2 separate regions of the Mus musculus genome follow, and region 1 is linked to region 2. Evidence: chromatin contacts called from public HiChIP or PLAC-seq data. All regions are on one chromosome and are shown on one strand. The core of a region is the stretch at or near the end of the contact, and the rest is flanking DNA. Distances in the headings are between cores, read along the strand shown.

Region 1 (6,119 bases), core at 3,266-5,765, 100 kb before region 2:
GGATAAAGGCAGGCGCCCCAGGGTGCAGCCAGCTTAATAACAGGCTCTGGGATCCAGGGGTTTGAACTCAGGCTAATAGGCTCAAACACAAATTGAACAGCCCACGGTTCCATCAGCGCCTCTGACAGCCAGCTCTTCCCACACTAGTGCTCCTCTCTGGCCTCTCCCACCCGCCTCACCGCTGGAGCCCCCTCTGTGTGCCCAGCATGCAGACCCCCCCTACGGTACTGGGAACAACCTCCCCGTCCTGCCCTGGTCCTGTGTGCCTCAATCTCTCCTCTTGCTCCTCTGCCTCGGCACTCCTCCATCAGCCAGGCTGTGGCCTGCCCCAGGGCCTTTGCACTGACTGTGCCTCCTGCCCGGAGCTCTGTTCACCTGTTCTGGCCACAGCTGCTCCTCGGTGAGACCCTTGGCCCCACCCTGTAGCGCCTACAACCCTGCTTCATTTCTCCATCCCTGTCACGGTCCTGTTGGGGTCTACATCTGGGTAGGTTTTGTTTTTTGAGTCAGGGTTTCTCTGTGTAGCTCTAGCTGTTCTGGAACTCACTCTGTAGACCAAGGAGATCTCAAACCAATAAAGAGCCGCTTGCCTCAGGCTGGCCTCCAACTCAGAGATTCTCCTGCCTCTGCCTCCTGAGTGCCGACTTAAAGGCATGCGTCAACATCACATGACTCTGGAGATCTTTTTAAATACATGTATTTCAATTTTTTGAGATTTATTTATTTTTATTTAATGTGTGTCGGTGTTTTGCCTGCCTGTGTGCCTGTACACCCTGGTACCTGGTACCCAAGGAGGCCAGAAGAGGGTGTCAGGTGCCCTAGGACTGGAGTTATCATGTGGGTGCTGGGAATTGAACCCAAATCCTCCAAAAGGGCAGCCAGTGCTCTTAACCACAGAGACATCTCTCCAGCCTCTTAAATATATATTTTTTAGTTTACACTGAACATGTGCATATTTATAAAATACCGTGTGATGCTTTTTTGTTTTGTTTTGTTGTTTGTTTTTTGTTTTGTTTTATTTTTCTGAGACAGGGTTTCTCTGTGTAGCCCTGGTTGTCCTGGAACTTACTCTGTAGACCAGGCTGGCCTCGAACTCAGAAATCCGCCTGCCTCTGCCTCCCGAGTGCTGGGATTAAAGGCATGTGCCACCACCGCCTGGCGCCCGTGTGGTGCTTTGATGCAGGGTCAGTAACCGGCTGTCACCACTGGTTAACTGCAGAAACCAGGGCTTCAGACTCAGCCAGAACAGTAGAGCCACCAGAGCCACCGGTGGGCACCCCATAAGTGGGCTAACTGGACTATGCTGGACTCAGAGTGGTGGTGGCAGCGGCGGCGGCGGCAGCAGCGTGGTGACCTCTCACCTCCGCCTGCCTGGATCACCATCCCTGCGCACCTGCACCCCCTCCCACCTCCCCTCGCCAGCCTTTGGCACCCAAGCTTCTCAATTTTCCCTCCTTCTGTGGACTGCCAGCTGGCCCCCCGCCAGCCCCGTTCCCCCGCCTGCTGCCCTTCCTGGACACAGGCCCATGAAGGATGAGGAAGGGCCCGCGGTGGCTGGCCAGGTGCCATGAGAACGCGGACCCTGGGGCCCAAGTCTCCTCACTGCACTGCCAGACACCTGTGTAATGAGTGCCATTATGGGGACCTGCCAGGCAGGCCCCGGCTCGCCCTAGCCACCCAGGCTGTGAAGGTGATGCAGTTGGGGTTCAGGGAGTGTTGCGGGTGCAGTGTGTGTGTGAGGGGGGTGGCCCCAGGGTTCTGCCCTACGTTTCTGGATAAGCCAGGCCTGACTTCCTATCTTCTGCAGATCCCAAATCTCAGGCCTCACCTTCCAAGTTGGATAAAAGGCAGGCCAAGAAAGACAGCCATTTATTGAGGACTTACTGTGTGCCCACTTGGTCTTCCAAGCTGGCTCCTGTCCCCTCCCACTGTGGGACGCTCGCTCACCTGTGTTCTGTTTATCTTCCCTCTCTCTCCATTTGGACACAGATGAGTACCTACTGTGTGTCAGGCTCATGCTTCTTACGTAAACTCATTTGTAGCCCTACAAAGTGAATAACGTAATTAACTCGCGTTACAGAGAAAACTCAGGAAGGTGAAGCAACTGGTCAGACGTCACACAGCTGATAACTGCTGAAGCAGGAACAGGTCCAGGTTCTCTGGCCCCAGAGTCCACAGCCCTAACCACTGCACACCATGCCCCGAGTCAGCTCACACAGGCAGGGAGTGTGTCCTCGCTGCATGCCCCATCCCAGCCCAATGCCTGGCATATAATAAGTGCTAAAAAAAAAAAAAAAAAAAACAACTGAGTGAGGGCTGACGAGATGGCTTGGTGTATAAAGTTGTCATCTGCCCCCAACCCTGACAACCTGAGTTCAATTCCTGGGACCTAGAAGGTGAATGACTCAACCCCTGCAAGTTGCCCTCTGACCTCCCCCACACACGTACTGTGGGATACAAAGGCGCCTGCGCGTGCACACACATAAATACATATAAAAATTTAAATACCGAGGGAAGGGTGAATGAACGAAACAATGAATCGAGTACACTCACTAATGAAGATCTAAGGCTCAGAGAGGTGAGGTGACTTACAGGAGACACACAGCACCGCTGCTGTCACAGAACCAAGATGCACCCATGTGACAGCTCCTGCCCCTCCACCCTCCTGCCCATCTCCAAATGTGCTGTGACTCCAGCTATGCCCAACAAGGGTGGACAGGTGCCTGTACCAGATGACACCTTTATACATGTAGGGAACCTGATCTCTAACCTGGGCCTGAGGTGTAGGTCTGCCCCAGACTCCAGCCTGGGAACTGAGACCCTGCCCGGCCCCTCTGTGTTCTTCCAGCTCTGGAGCAGTGGAGAACTCTTGCCTGTCCCCTTTAGGGCCTCTGTATCTGCCTCTCCTCTTCCGGGGACACCTCCAGGCTTGCTGTCTCACAGCAGGGGTCCTTGGTGACAACTGTCCGTGCTGTCCACAGCCACAGCTTCTGGCTACAGAAGGCCTGTCCACCATGCTGGGCCATCGCCCTGGCCACCTCTGACCTTCTAATTCTCGGTGGACTCCTGAACGAGTATCCCTGCTGGGTCTCTCTTCCCTACCTGTCTCTGGCCTTGAGGGTGGCATGTCCTGGCCCTGGGAGACAGAGAAGATGAGTCCTGCTGTCTTCCGAGTACGCAGGAGCTTGTGTGGTGGCCACTCACTGTGCGCTGGGCCCTGGACACTGTCACCATCCCTCCCTCTAGCCACCAGCATCCTCCCTTGTCTTTCCCAATTACTCCAGTCCCCTGCCTCTCCCAGAGCCTTCACACTGGCTATGCACACAGGCTCCTGCTGGGAAGCCGCCCCACTCACTGTCCATGGAAGTCACTTCAGGAGACCTCCCCCACAGCTTGTCATCCTCTGCCGTGTCTACCATGGTCCTAGCCCAGAGCCAAAATATTCTGCCATCCATGTGTTCCCCTCCCCCACTGTAGCCATCCAACCCACCCAACAACAGAGAGACCTGTATACAGAAGGTGCTCAAGCAATGGCTGCTAATAAAGTGAAGAGAATCAAAGAACACCTCCAGTCCCGTGTACCCCGGCCTGGCCCCCTCCTGCCAGCAGGCACCCCTCTGCACCCCACACCTGTCTGGTTCCCAGCCTTATAAAAACCACCGCCTCCACCTTGCCCCAGGGTGACCCAGGATGCCCAGGGGGTGAGGCCTATGCTGACCCCAGCCTGGCTTCCAAGACCTGGGCCTCAAGACACTGGTAATTGTTTGGGTGGGATGCTTTCGGCTAGATTGTCACCTGTCCTCAGGTATTCCTGAGATCAGGAAGCCAAGCGCCTCCACAGGGGAAACTGAGGCACAGTGCATGTGTCTACGTGCCCAGCTGTGCAGCCTACAGAAAGCAGGCCTGAGCTGGGGGCTTTCTGGGTTCGGGCTCATGCCTCAATCCTCTCCGTCCCCACTGTGAAAGGATCTTTTCTGACGTGAATCCAGTCCTGGCCCACATTCAGGACTTGTGCCTTCTCCACGAGCCTCAGTTTTGTCATCTGTCAAACAGGAATACATCTGTCCCTTTTCTGAAAGGCTAAGCCAGCTTCTCTGGAGGGAGGCCAGGGCCTCGTGTGCAGCCCCTTCTGAGGTCCCAAGAGGGCAGCTCCGGGCACCCACAGCCTCGGCTCTCTCAGTAAGGCAAAGGCTGAGGGGTCCTGGGTGGCCCTGGCCAAGGTGGGACGTGCGGTCTGGGGGAGGGCACAAGTGGCCAGGGAGGGAGCTGCAGCAGGCCAGGGTGACTCACCCTCTGGCCAGGCTCGAGGCTGGGCCACAGCCCCCACGCGCCCCTCTGGGCTCTGCCTTGCACCCAAAAATGCTGTGTCATGCTCCGTCATGTGGCTCCGGGTCATTAATACCCGAGTTCTGGGAAGCTTGGGCCGTGTTCCCGGAAGGGGTCAGCCGGTTCAGTAAACAGATTGGCTGCCTCCTCTGTACAGCCTGGAGCTCTGGAGGCTGGAGGCGGGGGCTGGCGGCCAAGGGGACAGAGCAGCAGCCCCTGGCCCTGCTTGAAGCTGGCACCTCCCAGGCCAGCCTGGTCCAGGCACGACAGATGAGAAGGGAAAGCAAGGCCTGATCGGAGAAGGCAAGGCCCTAGCCAGAGGTCGCACAGCGGGGCCAGGGCTCAGACCTGGAATTCTGGTCTCACCATGCTGAGTTCAGGCCCCACACTGCCCTCCCCCAGCCTCACCCCCATTCCTAACCAACCTTCTCAGGGCAGTTTGTTGGAGTTGGGGAAACTGGGGGGAAGGCAATTTGTGAAGGAAACAGGATTGGGTCCAGGGGTGTCCTTCCACAGTAACAGTAGCTCGGCACCTACTGTCTACGGCCTCTGTGAACGTGTGGCTTCAATGTGCAGCCACCTTCATGGCCTCCATCTGTTTAAGATACCTACTAAGTGCCGGGCACTGTGCTTAAAAGCCCCAGTAGAGGTCAGTGACACCAGATAGGCACCATTTTTGACCCCATTCTCAGGTGACAATCTGAGAAAGAGAAACCGTTGCTCTATTTGGGGACAGAGCAGGCTCCAGAGCTAACGGGTTTGGACAGTCAAAGCTTTGCTTCCCTGTGCCTGCTCTGTGACCCCCACACCAGTGTCTCCGCTTTCCACAGCCTCAGTTTACCACCCAATAAATGGAATGGGTATAGCGTTCACATCATGGAGACCCAGCCTAGGTGGGGTCAGAGTTCAAATCCTGATGTGTGCAGTTCCTGGCTGTGTAATCCTGGATATGGTGGCTTGATGTCTCTATTCTCTGTATCCTATTGTGCAACAGACAAGAAGAGGGAGTGAGCTGGCCCCCTCCCTGAGCCTTCCCTGTGGGACCAGGTCTTCTGAAGGCCCTGCACTCATATTTGACCTAAGATGGACCTGCTGGATGGGGTCAAAGAGCCCACAATGGACCGCAATAAGAAGCGTGGTCAGCCATGCCTGCTCCTGCAGGCTCCGGTGTGCAACCAGCAGCAGCCACGGCTGTGGCATCCTCCTCCCAACCAAGTCCCCTCAATGCATGGTGGACACCATGTCCCCTTCTCTGCTTAAACATGTCTGGTCACCATCTGCCATCCATGCACCCTGCTCCACAGCCTGGCCAGGCCCATGTGGGCCTTGTCTTCAGCCTCAGGAGCCGACATTGCCTGCCATGTGCAACAGCTCAGCCTGGAACCAGCACCTCTGACTGGTCTGTATTCCACACATCCCGAGCTTCCTCCTCCAGGAAGCCCACCCAGATGCTCCCACAGAAAGCAAGTGCCCCAGCCACCGCCAGGCAGAACTCTCCCTCTTTCTGTCACTGCCATTACACACAGCTATTTCACATGTCACCTTGAGTTTCCGTAGCTGTGGAGGAGACGGCTCTGTGAGTTTTAAGGTGAAGGAACAATTACTACCTCTAAAATCCTTAATGAAGCCTAAAAAGTTGAAATCGCTAAATTGCTATTTAATCCACTCAACCTTCACAGTTTGACACACGATGTCCCACCCGGGATTTGTGAAAATGTTTGTGTCGTCTGTGGGCAATCTGCCTTCGAGAACATTTGCTGCCAGACAGACAAGACCCCGAGTCTGTGGTAAAC
Region 2 (6,140 bases), core at 635-3,134:
ATCAGCAGTCCTTTCTGAGACTGTCCTAGAAGCAAGTCTCTGGAAACAGCATCAGTTTGAGCAGGATTAATCAGGGAGCTGGAACAACAGGTCTCAGAATCTTAGCATCCCCGAGGGTGAATTCTAATTCTATAAGGACTGTCCATTTGGTCTTTCTGTGAACATAAAGTGTTTAGAGGTAATATATGTTTCTATATTAACATAATGTATGGAATGTGCACTGTGCACAGATCCGTTAAAGATGAATTTTGCAGCCGGGCAGTGGTGGTGCACACCTTTAATCCCAGCACTTGGGAGGCAGAGGCAGGCAGATCTCTGAGTTCAAAGCCAGCCTGGTCTACAAAGTGAGTTCCAGGACAGCCAGGGCTACACAGAGAAACCCCTGTCTCGAAAAAACAAACAAAAGACAAAGAAAAAAAAAAAAAAAACTACTGCCGAGCTGGAACCCTTGAGATTGCTCCCCTGGACTTGCACGGTTGAAGGAACAAGCCAACCAACGCCCAAGTGTTGCCCTTTGACCACACATGGACACTCAAGAACACACATGCACACAAAACAACAAAAAAACTACAGAAAGAGACTTCCCTGGTCATTTCCAGCAAATCTCAGAGACTCTGCATAGGGCCAAGCTGGTGCTCTGTGAATTGAATAACGGTGAGAGAGAGTTAGTTCTGACTACCCGTCTTGTCTGTCAATCAGGATGTCCTGGCCTCTGGGATCTCCAGCCCTAATCTGCAACCCTAGCCTTCTTGCTAACAGGCGCAGTTTGGGAGGGTCTGAGACCCAGCACCTGCCACAGCAAGTTCAGCAGAACCCCTGACACCCCAAATCTAATCGCGCAGTTAATACAAGTGCCAGGCTGTCACCTTCATCGGAACAGGAAGGACTTGGGCTACAGCCTGACGCGGCCATCCGAGTGGCTCTTCCTTTGAGTAGACGTAAGGAGACAGAGAAGGAGCTTGGAACGGACAGAGACCACCCAGGAAAGGAGCACTGAGGGAAGAGGAGATAGCCTGGGGAGGCTGGCAGCTGAGAAATATGAAGCTTAAATCTTAGAGAAGAACGAAGATGGAGCCTTGGAAAAATTCTTCAGATCTTAAGTTCCCTCTGCGGGCCCCAGGCACCTCTCAGTCTTGCAGCCCCAGGGTGGACGCTGTTTATCATCCCTTAAGGACTTTACATAAGCCTTTAGCTCTCTTAATGCTAATGCCTTAAAGACAGAAGCACGTTCTCTGACCCGGAATTCATTCAACCTCTCCTAAAATCTGTCAGCTGTTGGCCCAGGCAGAGTCCCTGCCCTCAGGGGCTCCTTTCCTGATAGAGAGACAGTTACTCCTGACAAGCTCTGAGTAGCGTGAGGGTGATGTCACAGTGACCAGAGGAGGGGGCACCCCAGCAGGTGGTCACGAGCGGCCTCTCAGAAGGCAATATTACTTCTTATGTTCCGTGATTGAGTCTTGCAATGTAGCTCAGGCTGGCCTCGAACGCGAGACACTCCTGGGTAGTGAAATGAAACCTAGCGCGTGCAGCCGATGTGCTGCCCCGTCCAGCAGCTTCCTAGCGAATGCACGATCTGCAGTAGCCATGCACTCCGTAGGCGCTTCGCAGCGCGTACTCCCTGCCTCCAGCGCGGTACGCGAGTTCGCGGGGCGCAGCGGGGACGCGCACATCCACCCTGCCTTCCGCGTCCAGCTGCGTCCAGCTGCGACCCCGCCCCCCGGCGCCGCGGTTGGCTGAGGCCCGAAGGCCTGCGATTGGCCGGGCGCGGCGCGGGCGCGGGCTCCGATTGGCTGTGACGCGGGGCCCCGCCGACGCCCCGCCCCGGCCGCCGCGCCCCGCGCCGGCCGGTCATTGGGCGGCGTGATATCGCCGCGGTTCCGCGGCCGCCGCCGCTGCAGGCAGAGCGCAGCGGGCGGGCCGGGCGACGGGCCATGGCGGGCGCCGAGGACGCGCCGGGCCGGCAGCCGGAGCTGGACGAGGACGAGACGGCGGAGGGCCGGCGCTGGGGCGCACAGCACGCGGGAGCCCGTGAGCTGGCGGCGCTTTACTCGCCAGGTAGGACGGATGGAGGGCCTGCGATCTGATGGGTGCTCGGCGCCGGGCCCGCCCCGACCGAACCCCAGGCGGTCCGAACACCTGGACCCTAACCCATCTGAGCCCTCTGGATCCGAACCTTAGCCCATTCGAAGTCCCCGGATTCGAACCCTAACCCATCCTGAGTCCACGGATTAGAACCCCAACCTATTCGAACCTCACTTCGACCCAACCCGTCCGAACCCCCACGAATCCAAACCCCAGCCCATCCGAAATGCCGAGATCTGAACTCTACCCAGATCCGAACTCCAGCAGCCCATTTGGACGCCCTTGGATCCGAACCGCACTCCATCCGAACCCTAGCCCCATCCTAACCCTGCCCCCAATCTAATCCCAGCTTCCACCCAAAGCGGAACTCCAGGGCTTCCAACTTTGCAAAGAGCACCCCTAGATCTTGGGACCCTAACTAAACCCCTTCCTACTCCGAGCCGTGAGGCTTTGGGGTTGCAGAGATTTAGGAACAGCCCCAATGCACCTGCGCATCCAGAGTCCTAGCCCCAGGGCACCTTGGGCAGTTTAGGAACCCCACCCTGGCCTGCCTTGTCTTCCTAAATCCCAGTCCAAGGCTTCCGGTTCTCAGGCAGCGCGAAGCCTTAGACATCTCAGTCGCAGGCACTGCCCTTAGCCACCTAAACTCACACGCAGTCCTAGGACCCCCACGTTACGAGTCTACACTCTGTGCGTTTTTTCCAAGACCGTGGGTTGCAAACTAACCCCCCTTCTGGGACTAACAGTTCTCTAGCCTCTAGGGCCCCGATTTGGATTTCAGCTGCAAAATATCCCAGGCGCTCTTCCCATAAGCTCCATCATGGTCCCTGCTTCAGTAGCTGCAGTGAACTTATCCCCTCCCCCTCCCATTGGGACCGGCAGCCCTCACCTCTTACTGGTAGATTCTCGGCAGCGATTCAGACCCTATTGAGTCTGGCTCTGTCCTCTCCCACACCCACACACTAGCTGCCCATTAGGACTTTGTGGGATACACTTATCACCACCCGGAGCCCCTTTCCCTGGCTCCACCCCTTCCCCCAAAGCCAGGTCCCCTCTCTGGTTTCTTTGCTTCTTGACATGCTCTTATCCTAACTGGCACTGGCTCCAACCCGCTCTCAGGGAGCCTCAGCAATCTCACTGCCTGGCTGGGTATCCCCAGGGGTTGCGGAAATGCCTGTGCATCCAGGGTCAGATGACAGCCAGCCTTGAGGCCCCTCAGCCAGGGTAGAGTCTCCAGGAGTTGGCTTTGTTATTCAACATTCTATCCGCTCCCTTGGCTGGGCAGCTACAGGGCACACAGCCCTGGCCTGGGTGGGGCTGAGGCCACTACCCCCTTGGCTCCCTGCCCTGGCTGGCATGCGATTGATGCTTTTTCAGCGCTAAGTGGCACGTGACATAGGACCATTTGCTTTTTCTCTTTGGGTCCTAGGTCAGTGAGGATTGGCCTCGCCTTAGGTTTCCAGTCTGTATGTTTGGTTTTCCACTTGTCTTGGGTGTTTGGTCTGTTCGGCTGGGTCCTTGACCCACACACCCGAACACCCAGCCTCAGGACCCGAGTTCTCCTTGAGGGAGGCTGGTGGCGTTAGCTGGATGGCCTGGGTGGTGCCTCTTCTCCTGATCACTCGCTGTAATGATACACACTGTGTGGCTCTAGGCCTTGTGTACAGTAGGCGGCCCCTGTGATTCACCTGGCCAGCCGCCCTTCTCTGAACTTGAAGCGAGCTTGGTCTTGCTGGTCCTCAGGCATATAGCCTGGGAGTTGGAAATGGAGAAGAAGGGATTCATAGTGTGTGGCTGTGCTGTCCTCACAGCCCCCTTCCTACTGGCCCCAATCTTTCCTCTTGCTTTCCCCTGGGGTCCACCTCTTGCCCCTCCTTTATGATCAGGTATCAGTTCCTGAAGAGCAGCCACACAGCTTCAGACAGCCTCCTGGGGCCTTTCCTAACCCAGAGAGGGAAAGACTGGTCAAACTGGTTCCTCCAAGTTTCTCTCAGTAGGTCTCCTTGTCTCTGTCCCCTGAGCCGTGTGGTCTTAGAGAGGTGCCCTGGCCTCTCCTGACCTGACCCGGTAAAAGAGGAAGCAGGCCTGATGTATATTGAGCACCTAATGGAATATTTCTTCTAGTCCCTGTTGTCAGCCCTGAAGGCAGGCAAGACTTGAACTGGCATTTTGGTTCAGGAGACAGGTAACTAGTCCCCCAATAATAGGGTTGTAAAAGCCGTGTAGCAAAAGCAACAGGGAAAACATGAGGCAGGGGCTTGGCATTGTAGAGAGCCTGTATCGGGCTTTACTGAAAGGACAGCATTTGAACACGGAGCTAAAGGGAGAAAGGCAGGAGGGAAGGGACCTTGAGAATGTGTGTGAGGGCCGGAGAACAAGTGGAAAGGCCCCGAGGTGGGAGTGTGGCTGGCACAGTCCTCCGCTGAGCACGAGGAACCTGTGGGCTGGAGCGGAGAGAATTCCCTGCGTCCCAGGACCGAGTTCTTGAGATTCCTGGGGCTGATAATGGTTTGTCATTTGACAGCTGATAGCAGTATGTTAACAAAGATGCCATTTACTAAGTGAGCACTGGCTTACACAGGCGTTTCCCCAAATGCTCCCATGTCTTAAACACCGGGCCTATTTAGGGCTATGCCACCGCTGCTGCCACAGAAAGGCTGGCGAGGGTAGGCTGTGCATCTTTGACATCTGGTGATCAGGGAATCTCTGGCACTCTGGGACCACCCTGTCCATGTCTGTGGAGGCTTAGCACAGGATGGTAGCCCTTTCTGCTCCCATGGGGGCTATCCACAGCACCAGGACCAAGATGATGAGGGTATATTTCTTGTTTGCCTGCTTTCGCCCTGGCTGTAGAAATTAGCCAGGTCTAGGACAGCAGTTCAGCCTGTTTGTGGCCGACACAGGGCCTGGTGTGTGTGTTCTGTGCAGTGTAAGAGTCACTGAAGGTTTTCCTCAGTGCCCCCCTCTGTCTGCCTTTCTCAGCAATAAGCCAGAAGCCAGGCTTGAGAGGAGCCTCGTGATGGCAAGGTGGCACTCGGAGGGGCCAGCTACAACCTGCCACTTCATGGGTGTCCCAGTTGTAAGGTACAGAACCAGAAGGGTTTGGATCCAACTGTCCCATCAGCTTGGACGGCTGTGAGTGCTCTCTGCCCTGGAGGTGTTTAGGACTACAGTGGCCTGACCTGTAGACCTGAAGTTGGACCCTGCGTCACTCCAAAATGAGCCTGGTTGAAGCCTTGGCACACAGAGCCTTGGAGCCACTGTGGCATCTGTCCCTGGCCAGGCCTGCTCCCACTGCATTGGCCTGAGCTCTGTCTGTCTCTACCTTAGTCTGACTTTCTCCCTAAGTCTCATCTTTTTATCTCCCTGGTTTCTGTTTCCTCCTTCTGTTTTCATCCCCCTCCGTCTCGTCCTATTCTCTCTGTCCCCCTCATGTGTTCTCTGGTGCACAGGGTCTGAGGGCCAGAGGCCAGCACAGGTGTAGGGTATTTGCATCAGGAAGAGGCTTGCCCAATGAGGTAGGTGAGTCTCCCTCCCTTGCCAGGCTCCATGCCCATCTCACATTGGCATCTAGGCCAACAAGTGGGCACCCAAACCTGCTACACCTTGGCCCAGATCAGCAGCACCTCTTGCTCCAGGTCAGGAACAGGCTTTCAGTTGGAACAGGACACCAGAGTCCTGAGTAAGCGGCCTCCTCTACCTCCTTGTTTTTTGTTTTTGTTTTTCGAAACAGGGATTCTCTGGCTGTCCTGGAACTCACTCTGTAGACCAGGCTGGCCTCGAACTCAGAAATCTGCCTGCCTCTGCCTCCCAAGTGCTGGGATTAAAGGTGTGCGTCACCATGTCCGGCTTTAGCCTGGAGGTTTATAAAGTAGCTCTGTTTAGGTCCCGTGACTATGTGGGCTTGCCAGCTTGGTGGCCTGGGTCCTGTGTTTTCGGGGCTAACAAGAACTAGGGATGTGTGTGGTTTTAAGTTTAGGTCACATTTTTTAAGAAATCAGAACAAACCCAACCATGTGCAGCCCAGCCTCGTCCCCACATGGCGGGCATCAGCTGAT

What was found. HiChIP or PLAC-seq counts read pairs in DNA pulled down with a chosen protein or histone mark.
Region 1: a contact with region 2 is called in an HNF4G HiChIP or PLAC-seq map of pancreatic cancer cells. The contact joins the enhancer-like site here to the promoter of Tmem189 in region 2. A contact is called at or near these places in 2 of 39 promoter capture datasets (both in the C10 cell line), 3 of 484 Hi-C or Micro-C datasets (cranial neural crest, embryonic stem cells and muscle stem cells), 6 of 115 datasets of contacts at active chromatin or transcription factors (CD8 T cells, effector CD8 T cells, embryonic stem cells and 2 more) and 2 of 9 other capture datasets (liver and pancreatic islet).

The regions. Positions count from the first base shown.
Region 1 is chr2:167,763,602-167,769,720 of GRCm38.p6, reverse strand. Gm32287 (a long non-coding RNA gene) reads left to right here. Exons shown (of 7, transcript XR_003954117.1): 7 at 1-613. Among named protein-coding and RNA genes, the nearest start is that of Gm14321, 11 kb to the left of the region's middle. Within about 2 kb of position 4,515, at least 232 of the 459 cell types and tissues checked have an H3K27ac peak or open chromatin away from gene starts, as enhancers often do. A contact at or near this core is called in embryonic stem cells, liver, muscle stem cells and 3 more, where this site is marked.
Region 2 is chr2:167,657,288-167,663,427 of GRCm38.p6, reverse strand. It overlaps Tmem189 (transmembrane protein 189), which reads left to right and starts at 1,884. Exons shown (of 6, transcript NM_145538.2): 1 at 1,884-2,055. The coding sequence starts at 1,932.